2 separate regions of the Mus musculus genome follow, and region 2 is linked to region 1. Evidence: chromatin contacts called from public Hi-C data. All regions are on one chromosome and are shown on one strand. Each heading gives the region's core, a stretch centred on a gene start, on an enhancer-like site or on the middle of the called end of the contact. The rest is flanking DNA. Distances are from core to core; before and after follow the strand shown. Region 1 has its middle 60 kb from the start of Tmem200a. Region 2 overlaps Samd3 (sterile alpha motif domain containing 3).

Region 1 (7,118 bases), core at 2,046-4,545:
TCTCCTAGCAACTGTGAGCAACCAAGGAGTGGGAGCAGGAGTAGGGTGGCAGAGCCCAACACCTCTCTAGAATGCCAATGAGAAGGCAGGTCTCCAAATCAATGACAAACTGAGAGCTGTCCATGAATGTCTCTCCAAGAAGAACGGGGACAGGCTCACTGACCCTGTACAAATATTAGCTGAATAACTATCAGGTGTGAGTATGAATTTAGGTATTGATGAGGTAAGGAAAATTATGAAAATTTTCTCCTAATGGAGGAGATGTACATAAAAACCACAAAATTAAAATACACTCAGGTAAGTATTATGATGGGAAGTTTAAGAAATACTGGGAATGTAAAAGAAAAAAGGCCTGGGAAAACAGAACTGATATTTAGTTCTGCACTCAAAAGATGAACTTTGAAAGACAAAAAAAAAATCTATTGTATAAATGATTTATTAATTTCTTTTGACCAAGATAGACAGGGACAGGACTTTTCTTCTACTGAAATAACTAAAACCTAGAAAGTGTACATGGGGGCAGCAGTCAGTAGGACACTGCACCCTGGAGAGATTTGAATTGAACAAGGAAGCTCTTGAAGTGTCTTAGGTCACATCCAATATCTGTATTTATATCAAGGCCACATACAGATGACAGCCCTCGCAGACTGAGTGAAGAGGGGACAACAGCAGTCCCACACAGAATCTCTTTTGAGCCTTTAGCTAAGAAGTGAGCAGCATATATTGCCTCAAGTAGATGAAGCACTCATGGGATAAAATGGCAAGATTCTTGGGACTCATGCACAGCTTCAGACATAATCTACTCCCATCAGCTCAGGTGGACCAACTCCTAAGTCATTGCTCATCTGCATGGACCTAGAAGAGTTTGCCTCAATAGTAGGATCTAAATTAAGTCTAGAGCAGTGGTTAGTTAATACAAAGATCAATGAGTCTAAGAGCTGGCTCTTTGAGAAATTAGCAAGATGGAGAGAGAGAGAGAGAGAGAGAGAGAGAGAGAGAGAGAGAGAGAGAGAGAGAGAGATAGATCAGAATATTTTAAGGGAACACTTTAAAAAGCTGTACTCTATTATGCTGGAAAACCTAAAGAAATGGAGAATTTTCTAGATTCCATCAAATCACCTAAATTAAACTAAGAAAAGCCAATGGCAGAAATAGACCCACAAAGAAGTTGAAATGGTAACAAAGTTCTAACTAAAAATGTTCAGGTCCAGATGGATTCATAACAGAATTATATCAGACTTTCAAAGGAAATCTACAGCCAATTCTTCCTTCTTAAAACATTTCAAAAACAGAAACAGAAAGGGCATTGCCAAACTCATTCTATGAAGCCAGCATTATTCTAATGCTCAAGCCAGGTAAAGACACAAGAATAACGAGACAGCTGCAGGCCAGAATTCCTGGTGAACACAGATTCATAAATGCTCAGTGAAATACCTGCAAACCAAATACTGACATACATCAAACACATTATCATCCCCCATGACCAAGTTGGCTTTATCCAGGAGATACAGGGGTGGTTCAAAATACACAATTTAACACATGTTATAAACTGCATAAGTGGTTTGAAAGGTAAAAAAAATCACATGATCATCCCAACTGAGCAGAAAAAGCCTTTGACAAAAATCCAACATGTCTTCATGATGAAAAGTCCTAGAAAGAGTAAGTGGGACTAGAGGGAACATACATCAGTATCCATCATCATCGTCATCGTCATCGTCATCATCATCATCAATGAGGAATCCACGGCAAACACCATCCTAAATGGGGGAAAAACTTGAAGCAATCCCAATGAAATCAGGAACAAGACAAGGCTGCCCACCGTTCCCACTCCTTTTTGCATTGTGCTTGAAGCACCAGCTGGAGAAATAAGACAGAGAAAGAAATTAAAGGGTGTAAGGATGAATAAATAAAGCCTTAGCAAGGGAGGCAAAAATATTTATAGACTTGAAATGACTAAGAAAAGAATCAGTGGACTTTAAATGGATGATCACAAATGCCCCCATCTGACAGTCAGAGAAAAATAAATGAATAAAACGTGTATATATATATCCAGAAGCTATGGGAAAGTATCAAAATAGAATAGTGCTAAATTTAACCAATCTATAGGAAGTCAGTAAATGAAAGAAAAGATAACAAATAACAAAGAATAAAGTATCAAGATATATCTGACAATGGGAATTAAATTAAGGACAAATAGGGGTTGCTCAAAACAACTTTACAATATTCAAAAATTACATGGGAAACAGATGTCAAATTCGTGCATGTAAAGGCAATAAATAACATTAAAGTATTAAGAAACCACAACATAATATCAGGATGCATCCACTTGGATAACGAAAAACTCTGACCATAGCAAGGGCTGGAGGAAACTGTGAGAGACTAAATTCAACACTGACTGGTGACACTGTACACACAGAGAATGGTCTTGCCCTGATGAAAGACAGTATATCGACTTTTAAAAGGGCAATAGACTGATATACAGTACAGCTACCCTAATCGACGTAACTATCCAACTTAAATGAGAACATCTTCACATAGACAAGTTATAAGTGAGAACTTACAATAGCCTGAGCCTGTTATTGTAACATCCAACCATAGAAACATCCAGGACGTTCATTTTCACGTGAATGGGTGAATAAGCTATGAGGCAGTGACATGAAGAACAAGGAGCTCTTAATAAACTCAATAGCAAACATAGATCTTGAAATAATTATGCTAATTGTCATGTGTGTACAAGTATTTTTCCCATTCATAGAAAATTCAAGCTAGTCTAATTAATAGGAAGCAATTGGGCACCTGACCTCCAGGTATCTTGAGGTCAGTTCTGCATTCTGCACCTTGCTCCCTGGGAAACAGGGATTCTCACTTTTCTCTGCACACACCAAGAATGGTCTTGTCATATATGCATATTCACACATCCCTCCCCATGGATGCCCTTCTCCACAGTGCCCGCTCCTTACTGCTTTCTGGACCCTCATCGTACATCATTTGTTAATCCCAGTGAGCTCTTCCACCTGTATTGTGTTTCTTCAGAGTCTGAGCTGGGTAAAATGAGCTGTCTCTTTTGTGACGGTTGCTGTCTTAGTTTCCCCCACCCCTGCCCCTGCAACAATGGATTACAATACATGGAAGGTGTGGATTCCATCATGGGATTGTGTAAGCAGACTAGAAACCTCATAGTCATTCACGATATCATCTCTATGGTAAAATGAGCTGTATGTTCTAAATAAACCAACCAGAATCAGTTAATAGATGTGTAAGCTTGATATGTTTGAATAGACTGTTTACTGTGGAAGCCGCAGCTACAAACCACTAGGTGGCAGTGTGGTCGCGACTAGCTGGTGAACTGAAGATGGCGTGTTGAATCTCAAGCTACTGATTTGTTGTTGTGTTGTTGTTGTTGTTGTTGTTATTGTTGTTGTTTGACATTTAGAAGTCTACAATAGAAAAATGTTCATGAAATAACAGATGAAAAGCCAAACAGTGGGAGTCATGAGAACAGCCATTGACATAAGATAGAACTAGTTTACAGCAGTTATGAAATGTCAAAACATCAAATAATATCTCCTGCTCATCATCGATGTAATAACGTGCTAAAATGATTGTCTCTACAAGCATGTGCTAGGCACTGTGAAACATGGGCAGGTGAAAGAATATCGCGTTGATTTTCTCCTCTCATGCCTCACAAGAGCCAGGCTTCCTAAGCCCTCTGTCTGAGTTTTAGCCTCTGAACCCCACTTCTATTGGCCCACCTGTGTTCTTTGTTGTGTGCTATGTTCTTATTAGATGTAATTTTTTTTTGAAATATGATGAGAAGCATCTCCTGGAGCTATATTATTTATTTGGATCTTCCTGAACTTCTACACAAAGACAGCGTCAGACACACTCATAGTTTGCTCGATGAATGTTCCTTTCATGTTTAGGGGATGGTTGCTTAGCACCTGTGCAATGAAAATCTGGCCAAGGCTCCTGAATCTCAGCTCTCTCAACTTCATTTTTTGCTATCAGTAAAATAGGACAACAAAGTCAATCTTACAGAGTGTGACATTATTTAAAGGAGATCTTGACTTTTGTAATAAGTGCCAAGGGCCACATTAAGAGTTAGTTTTCCATCCAGACTGAAAGGGGAAGGGCAAAAAAGCACACGTTCCCGTCCCCTTCGTGTGTGCCTGTTAAGCACTGGATACAGCCTAGGCCCAATGAATATTTAATCAATGCATGAATAAATGAAGGACGAATCTATGAGGGTATACAGGAGAAGCACAGGGGGTGAGTTAATAAATGTGCTCTGGCATTTAACATCCTGGAACATCTTTATGACCACTTTAATTTTGCATGATTAAAAATAGAAACAATAGTAATAAATAAATAAATCCTTATAAATAAATTAAAAAGACCCTCAAAATATATCAACATGTAGATTCAGAAAATGTTGTTCAACATAAGGATAGTGGTTTAGAGTGATTAGGTGAATCCTTAAATACTTTAGGGGGTCGATACCTTCCTTGAAGATGACTAGGTAACCCTCTTATTTTCAGACTAGAAAGGCAGACCTTTGAATTTAATGCTCCCTGATCCCCCTCCCCGCCGCACAGTGCCATTTCAATTTGGCAAAAATCTGTATATGAAGATGCTGTTCATTCTGCCTGGCATTCAGCAGTGAAAAGATAGATACAGCGAGGAGAAGTGTGGGACAGTGTCCCATGGCTTCCTGCAGCGAGCATGGATAACAACAATTTATTATACATTTTATGAGCAACTGGAAGAGAGAAACTTCGAGTTTTTCAATGACGAAATGATAGATGTTTACAAAGATAAAAATGCTAAGTGCCCTGACTTAATCATAGCACATCATATGCCTGTATCAAATTATCACAGTGGACTCCATACATGTACAATAAAAATAACTGAAGATCGATTCACTTATTTTATGTATGTGTGCCTGTGGGTATGTATGTGCACCACATGCATGCAGGTGCCTAAGCAGGCCAGCAAAGGATGGCTGATATCCTAGAACTAGTATTGCAGGTGGTTATCAACCATTGAAGTGGGCACTTGGAGCAGAAGCCCAGTCCCCTGTGAAAGCAAAAAGTGCTTAACCAGTGAGCTATCTGTCCACCTCCTAAAGGCTCATTTAATTAATTATTAATTAATTAATTAATTTATTTTTGAGAATTTTGACTTTAAGTACCACATTTACATAATTCCTCTTCTCTCTCCAAATTCCTCCTGTGATCTCTCCCTCAAAAGCCCATGATCTCTTTTTCTATAATTATTATTGCTATAGGTACACACACGCACACGCACACACACACACACACGCACGCACGCACGCACGCACGCCCTATTGAAAGCATTTGGTATTGCTGATAAGTACACGTGTTTAAGGGTTGATCATTTGGGATTATGTAGCCTATCGGGAAATCGGAGGGCATTCATGTCTAACACCTAGCTAAGTATCAGTTATAAAAATGTAAGACTTTATTCTTAGACTTACTTATTCTTTTTTAATTGGATATTTTATTTATTTATATTTCAAATGTTATCCCCTTTCCCAATGTCCCTTCTGTAAACACTCTATCCCATTCCCCCTTACCTTGCTTCTATGAGGGTGCTCCTCAACCCACTCACCCACTACCGCCTTACTACTGTAGCATTCCTCTACACTGTACCTTCACAGTACCAAGGGTCTCCCTTCCCATTGATGGCAGATAAGGCCCCTTCAGCTCCTTCAGGGGTCCCTATGCTCACTCCAATGGTTGGCTGTGAGCATCTGCATCTGTATTTGTCAGGTTCTGGCAGAGCCTCTCAAGAGACAGCTGTATCCGGCTCCTGTCAGCAAGCACTTCTTGGCATCAGCCAAAGTGTCTGGATTTGGTATCTGCATGTGGGATGGATCCCCAGGTAGAGCAGTCTATGGATGGCCTTACCATTAGTCTCTGCTCCATTCTTTGTCCCTGTATTTCCTTTAGACAGGAGCAATTCTGGATTAAAATTTTGGAGATGGGCGGTGTCTTAGTCAGGGTTTCTATTCCTGCACAAACATCATGACCAAGAAGCAGTTGGGGAGGAAAAGGGTTTATTCGGCTTACAATTCCATACTGTTGTTCATCACCAAGGAAGTCAGGACTGGAACTCAACCAGGTAAGAAATCAGGAGCAGATGCAGAGGCCATGGAGGGATGTTCTTTACTGGCTTGCTTCCCCTGGCTTGCTCAGCCTGCTCTCTTATAGAACCCAAGACTCCCAGCCCAGGGATGGTGCCACCCACAAGGGGCCTTTCCCCCTTGATCACTAGTTGAGAAAATGCCTTACAGCTGGATCTCATAGAGGCATTTCCCCAACTGAAGCTCCTTTCTCTGTGGTAACTCCAGCTGTGTCAAGTTGACACAAAAAAAACCTAGTCAGTACAATTGACCCCTTGTCAACATGACACACAAACACATCACTATTAAGCCTCAACTCTTAGTTTCCTATTCATCCCCAAGATCTAAATAACTTTAAAAGTCCCACAGTCTTTGCAAATTCTTAAAACTTCAATCTCTCTTAAAATCCAAAGTCTTTACAATTAAAAGTCTCTTAACTGTGGGTTTTCAAGAAGGAAAAGCATCAGGGCACAGTCACAATGAAAAGCAAAATCAATCTCCCACCGTCCAATGTCTGGGATCCAACTCACAATCTTCTGGGCTCCTCCAAGGGCTTGGGTCACTTCTCCAGCCTTGCCCTTTGTAGCATACACGTTGTCTTTTAGGCTCCAGCTCCCTGTACTCCACTGCTGCTGCTGTTCTTGGTGGTCATTTCATGGTACTGGCATCTCCAAAACACTGCTGTCTTCTGCTGTAACTAGGCTTCACCAACAGCCTCTCATAGGCTCTCTTCATGGTGCCAAGCCTCAACTTGTTTGCATGTCCCCTTCTGTCCTGGGCCATCAATTGCAACTGAGGCTGCACCTTCACCAATGGCCTTCCATGGCCTCTCACAGTGCCAAGCCTCAGGTCCTCTGTGTGACCCCTTCATGCCTTCAAAACCAGTACCACCTGGGTGACTCTTACACATTACCAAGTCCTGCTGCAGCACGAGGTACAACTTTGGCTATCTCTGGAACACAGCCTCTTTCAC
Region 2 (6,515 bases), core at 471-2,970, 110 kb before region 1:
CATCATATTATAATAGAAGCAATGAATCAATCCTTAGACTTATCCTGATAACAAGTTTGTGTTCAAATTAAAGTCCCTCAATTAGAGTCACGAAACTGAACACCACAAAAACAAACAACAAACAACAAACAAAACCCAAGCCAACAAGTGTCCGTTATCTTCTTGTGAGCATACGGAACCTTCTAGAAAACATTAGAAAAGGTGTGGCATTTACTTGCTGCCATTGCTGGTTTCATGGCTCAAGTCTCACAGTCCTTGATCTTTAGAAACCCCTGTAGCAAGACAAAGTTTGGAGCTGAGATGAAAGGATGGACCATCTAGAGACTGCCATATCCAGGGATCCATCCCATAATCAGCATCCAAACGCTGACACCATTGCATACACTAGCAAGATTTTATCGAAAGGACCCAGATGTAGCTGTCTCTTGTGAGACTATGCCGGGGCCTAGCAAACACAGAAGTGGATGCTCACAATCAGCTAATGGATGGATCACAGGGCCCCCAATGGAGGAGCTAGAGAAAGTATCCAAGGAGCTAAAGGGATCTGCAACCCTATAGGTGGATCAACATTATGAACTAACCAGTACCCCGGAGCTCTTGTCTCTAGCTGCATATGTATCAAAAGATGGCCTAGTCGGCCATCACTGGAAAGAGAGGCCCATTGGACTTGCAAACTTTATATGCCCCAGTACAGGGGAACACCAGGGCCAAAAAGGGGGAGTGGGTGGGTAGGGTAGGGGGGGTGGGTGGGTATGGGAGACTTTTGGGATAGCATTGGAAATGTAAATGAGCTAAATACCTAATAAAAAATGGAAAAAAAAAAAAAAAGAAACCCCTGTAGCCTAGGTCAGGAAGATTCGGATCCCAGCACTGAAGCTACTGTGCACTAACGAAATACTTTGTAATAAGTAGCCTCTTCGGCCTAGGTTCTTCAGCTACCAAATGGAGCAGCATGATCTTTCCTGACAAATGTGTGTGCATGCCTGTGTGTGCATGCATGTGTGTATGTGTGTTTATGCATGTTTGTGTGTGTCTGAGTGTGTGTGTGTGTGTGTGTGTGTGTAGGTGCATCATATGTGTGTATGTGTATATAAAAGCCAGAGGTCAACTATGGATTTCGTTTTTTATGGAACCACCTATGTTGATCTCTCACTGGCCTGGGGCTTAATGACTAGGCTGGGCTGCTTCAGGGATCTGTTTGTCCCTGCTTTCTCAGCACTAGGATCGTAAGCATGCATGCATCATCATGCTATTTATGTGGGTGATGACTATCAGACTGGAGTGCTCAGGCTTACGTGGCAAGCATTTTACTGAGTTCACACACACACACACACACACACACACACGCACGCACGCACACACACACACCACTCCTAAACTGTGTTTTTTATGATGTTGGGTGGCGGTAGCAGATCATACCTATAATCCCAGCCCTTGAGAGGCAGAGGCAGGCAGATCTCTGAGTTGTAGGCCAGCCTGGTCTACAGAGCCAGTTCCAGGACAGCCAGTGCTACACAGAGAAACCCTGTCTTGGAAAACCAGAGAAGGTGGGGAGGGGAAAGAGAGAGCATGAATCTTGGGACTAGCTACTTGTGAAAGATGCTTACAAAGTGTTATTCCTAAATCATCCTGGCATCTGTCCAGTCCTATGGAGGCGGTCCACAGGCCCAGTCTGGAGCTGCTTTGTGCCTAGATTAAGCTCCTGGGCATGGTATGACTCAGAGATGCTCTGTCATCTCCCCCAGGCTGGGATGTTCTGCTATTGCTGTCTTATAACAGCATAAAACCAGTAGATGGTTTGTGGTTTTTCCCAGTCCTGACATGAACCAGTTCAGATCGATTTGTTTGTGTTTCCTATAATTCAGAAGGGACAGGAGCTCTGCTGCACACATAGCCATCACCTGCTAGGATGTCATGAAACGGAACACACAAGTGAACCAATTCTGCATGCTCATCCATGGGAGTGAATAGAGTACCTGCTCTGTGCCCTGCCCTGTGAGCTATCACATAACAGTATGAGTAGGTGGATTCAGTAGAAAACAATTGTGCTGGAGCACAGCCATCCCCCATTCCCATAGTCACCAGCTAAGGATGGGAGAAGTCCTACACAGACTCGGCTTTCTTAATCAGTCTGAAATCACCCGCTCTTTATGACGTGACATAATTTGCAGCGTCTGGCAGGTACATACTTTGTGTTGCAAACCCAAATATAATCATTGAGAAACATCAGATAAGTGAAGTGTGCACATCACTTTACATGATGCAGGGGGAAAAAAACCAAAAACAACAACTTGACCAAAAAGTAAAAACCTTTTCGCCTCCAGAGAAAACAGAAAATGACAAAGAGATTAAGTTAGAAAGAAAGAAAGAAAGAAAGAGAGAAAGGGAAGGAAGGAAGAGAGAAAGATCCAGAAACAGAAGAACCAAATGCAATGCAAAATACCGATTGTATGGGACACTATGCAACTATTATTAATTTTCATGGGCATAAAAATAATAATATTTTTGCTATACAGGAAACTGCCATGTAAAGGCCTTTGCTAAAGACTGGGAGGTATGGCTCTGTGGTAGTGAGCTTGCTTACAATGTATGAGGCTCTGCGTTCAGTTCTCAGTATGGTGAAATTAACCCCCAAAGCAACAATAACAGCAAAAAGATGTTTAGGGTAACTTGTTTCTAAACAGTCATGTACCACAAACAACATGCAGGAAGAAGATAAATACCACAAAATCTTATAAGCTAATGGACCTGGAATGGCAGCCTGAGAGTGCTCCTCCCTTCTCCTCCCTGAATCTCATGATATTTGAAGACACGTGATATAACTAGAGTGGACAGGAGTTACACTCACCCAGTGGGCGCCAAGGGTCCCACTCACGGTCCCATGGTGCTCATGAGGATCCACACCACAGAGAACTAGGAATTATCTAGCACCAAATGTAACCTCGGGAAGAGAAATCTTGGTCTTGAATACCTACCAGAAATCACTGTATAAATCTGAAAAATCTCGACAGTTTAAAATAAAAATCAGCCCTAAAAGTAACCAAGTACTTGCTCTCTTCTACTTTTTCATCTTCATTCCCTTTTACATACACACCCATACACACCACGCACAAATGCATGTGCACATACATGAACATGTACACCCATAACACACACACACCATACACACATGCATTGCACATAAATGCACACATAGAATCATAACGCGCGCACACACACACACACACACACACACACACACACACACACACCAATGGCAGCTCTCTCAGTGTTTCTGGGCATTTTCTTTTTTTCTTTTTCTTTTTTAATTTTTAATTAAATTTATCTATATGAGTACACTGTTGCTGTCTTCAGACACACCAGAAGAGGGCATTGGATCCCATTACAGATAGTTGTGAGCCACCATGTGGTTGCTGGGAATTGAACTCAGGACCTCTGGAATAGCAGTCAGTGCTCTTAATCTCTGAGCTATCTCTCCAGCCCCCTTGGGCATTTTCTACATCATGGAATTAGCATGAACATAACTTCATATAGAGATGTGGTGAGAGTTTGGGTAAAGACCTATACATGCACCAACCTTCTCCATGTATATCTTTAAGTGTGCAAATGAGGCCGCAAGCTGCTAAACTATTTTCCATGTCTTATATTATTTTTGCATAATATATGGGAACATATGTAGATTAGATGCCCACGGGTGCCCATGGGAGCCCACAGGGCATTAGTCCTTACTTCGTAGGTATCTCACTTCAATAACCATAGATTTGAAGTTCAAAATGTAATTGAATGGCAGGAAATATGGCTGAGCAAGTGGAGGCACTTAGCAGCTAAGCCTGGTGACCTGAATTACGGAGAGGCAGGAGGTGGGGGTGGGAGTGCACAGAGAGAGACAGAGAGACAAACAAAGACAGGGAGAGACAGAAGAAGAGAGACAGAGGAAGAGAGAGGAAGAGAAACAGAATAGAATTTAAAAATATAGCTATTTATTTGCTTATATGTGTAAGACTCATTAGGAATACTCCCCTTTATTTTCAAGTATCTCTGTGCCCCCTGGGATATATGAAACAGTGTGCTAGGTAAAACCTGTCTTGCTTGGGGACCAGTGACATGAAAGCAATCTGTTCACATTCACTACAAATGCATCACCCTGCGCCTAACCACATAGTGCAGTGTCAGAGACTGAAGCTAAGGATGTGGGATTTACAGAGATAGAGACATGCCTAAAATTCTGTACACCACATCACTGATCAGATGGACATTATATTGTATCTTGATGTAGAAGAAGCACAGAGGGTCAGTATTACGTACAATGCCATGACTGGAGATGTCAGAATCCTAGACTTTTTGTTGTCGCTTGGTTACACTATTTTGATTTTAGTAAGAGAAAAATTGAGTCAGTTTATAGCACATCGTACATGCAGAATCGCAATTTTTTTAAAATGATGGCATCCTTTGTGAGCAAGCGTGACTGAATTCTAGTCTTGACTCGCTATTATTTACAGATATGGGATGCCACATCTTTTCTGAGTTTGGAGGGGAAAATGAGACTTTTTAAGGCCTTCTGTCATTCAGAATCTTCTGACTTGGTTCATATATATTAAGCCTTTACCTGAAAATGGGACAATGATAGAGAGAAAGGGAAAAGGGAAGAAGAGAAAAAGGAGAGAATGATGGCGGGGGGGGGGGGCGTGAGAAAAAAACTCCTTGCCTATGTGTACTTAAGACAGTAAGATACCGACTCTATCATGTTAACCATGTTCACCAAAGTGGATTTATATAAGGACAGACACAGGTGTAGCAATATATCTTCAGCTCCACATACCTCCAGTTTCTCATGGTTGTTTCTTATATCATACTTTTCTTGTGATGAACATTCAACTCTTTGTTACAATTTTAAAGGACTTTTTAGGTGTACAGTTCAATAATGTTAGGCATGTTTCCTTTGTACAATGATGACATGAAGATTCCCCTCTTGTTTTGCTTGACACAGCAGCAGGCTGCCTTCAAACTCCTGGTCCTCCTGCTTCAGCCTGCCAAATGCTAATATGTCTGTTTGTATGCCCAGTTTCTAAGCATGCTAGAGCAGCAGTCCTCAACCCTTGTTCTCCTTAGAGCTCTGGAATCTTTCGAAAGCTTTGGTGGCAGGATCTATCTTCACATCATTTACCTCAGAATCTCTGAGGCTCCTGAAGGGTAAACTCCATGGAACTGTTTTGTGGAGCTTCCTTAGAGTCTACCTAATCCAGACAGCAGAGTTAAAGAGGGAGGATGAGGACAAGACCGCAAAGCCCTTCAAGGGCTTCCAGACAACTTCCCTTTGATTAGATCAGTAAGCAAGAAACACTCCCTCCATCATCCACTTCTCTGATGTAGCTATGTTCTCCTGCTGGGCACTTTCAGTCACATAGGACCTCCCAGATGGCTTTAGGAGAGGGGCAGAAAGATGGTGACTCACAGCTGAAGGTAAGAGAGAACTAAGACAAAGAAATGAAAGATATGGAAGCTAAGAGAGAGAGATAGATGCACAGGCAGAGAGATACATTATATATATATATATACACACACAAACAGACACAGGCACACACACACACACAGCGAGAGAGAGCAAGTGAGAACACAAATTCAATTCTACACAAAGAACTACAAGCAACTAAGAAATTCTGAGAGTGGGAGAAATAGTCTTTGCCGGGAAAGAGAGCAGTAGCTGGTTTTTCAATACGAAGTGGACAGCCCTGAAAACATATGCATGGCAGTATCATACAGACTGAGCAGTTGTATTTAGGAATATATATTCACATATGAATATGCATGTAAAACAATAAAAATGAGGCCACGAATCTGAGAGTGCAAGGAGCATATGAAAAGGGTTGGAGGGAGGAAGGGAATCAATGATATAAATATAATCTTAAAGTTAAAAGAAAAATTAAGAAAATGAAGATATTAGAGCCAGAGTGGAAAATGCAAAGCTCCAATCTCAAATGGATTGCGATGAACAGTGTGGTGGGCCCATAGTCACTTACAAAGCCACAGCCGTCCTCATCCAGGAAAGGGTGGGCCTGCAGCAGAGCATTGACCACGTCGTTGTACTGCTGGGTGGTGGGGTACCTGTTTACCACAACAGATAAGAGAGAATTCATTTCCAGCAGCCCCCAGTTAAGGTGAATCTAAAGCACACACAGGTTTCTAAACTTTCTCTTACTATGGTATCCGTGTGTGTGTCCGTGTGTGTCTGTGTGTGTGTGTGTGTGTGTGTGTATGTGTGTGTGTGTGCGTGCGTGCAAGGAGTGTGCATATGTGTGTGTATGTATGTGTATGTGTGTGTATGTGTATGTGTTTTGTGTTAGTGTGTGTTCTCTCTCCCTGTGTGTGTGGGGAGAGTATACGTGTATATATGTATGTGTATGTTAGTGTGTTGTGTGTATGTATGCGTTAATGTGCATTCCCTCTCCCATGTATGTCTGTAGTGTGTGTGTGTGTGTGTGTGTGTGTGTGTGTGTGGTGTGTATGTGTTAGTGTAT

What was found. A called contact is a pair of places that touch in the nucleus more often than the background predicts.
Region 2: a contact with region 1 is called in a Hi-C map of cortical neurons, with 2.7 times the contacts expected there. The contact joins two enhancer-like sites. A contact is called at or near these places in 1 of 39 promoter capture datasets (the 3T3-L1 cell line), 2 of 15 datasets of contacts at CTCF or cohesin (CD8 T cells and the NIH/3T3 cell line), 3 of 484 Hi-C or Micro-C datasets (cerebral cortex and cortical neurons) and 1 of 115 datasets of contacts at active chromatin or transcription factors (neural progenitor cells).

Annotation. Positions count from the first base shown.
Region 1 is chr10:26,135,823-26,142,940 of GRCm38.p6, reverse strand. No RefSeq gene overlaps it. Among named protein-coding and RNA genes, the nearest start is that of Tmem200a, 60 kb to the right of the region's middle. Within about 2 kb of position 3,295, at least 6 of the 459 cell types and tissues checked have an H3K27ac peak or open chromatin away from gene starts, as enhancers often do. A contact at or near this core is called in cortical neurons, where this site is marked.
Region 2 is chr10:26,245,131-26,251,645 of GRCm38.p6, reverse strand. Samd3 (sterile alpha motif domain containing 3) reads right to left here. Exons shown (of 11, transcript NM_001115154.1): 6 at 6,018-6,102. Among named protein-coding and RNA genes, the nearest start is that of Samd3, 19 kb to the right of the region's middle. Within about 2 kb of position 1,720, at least 23 of the 459 cell types and tissues checked have an H3K27ac peak or open chromatin away from gene starts, as enhancers often do. A contact at or near this core is called in cortical neurons, where this site is marked.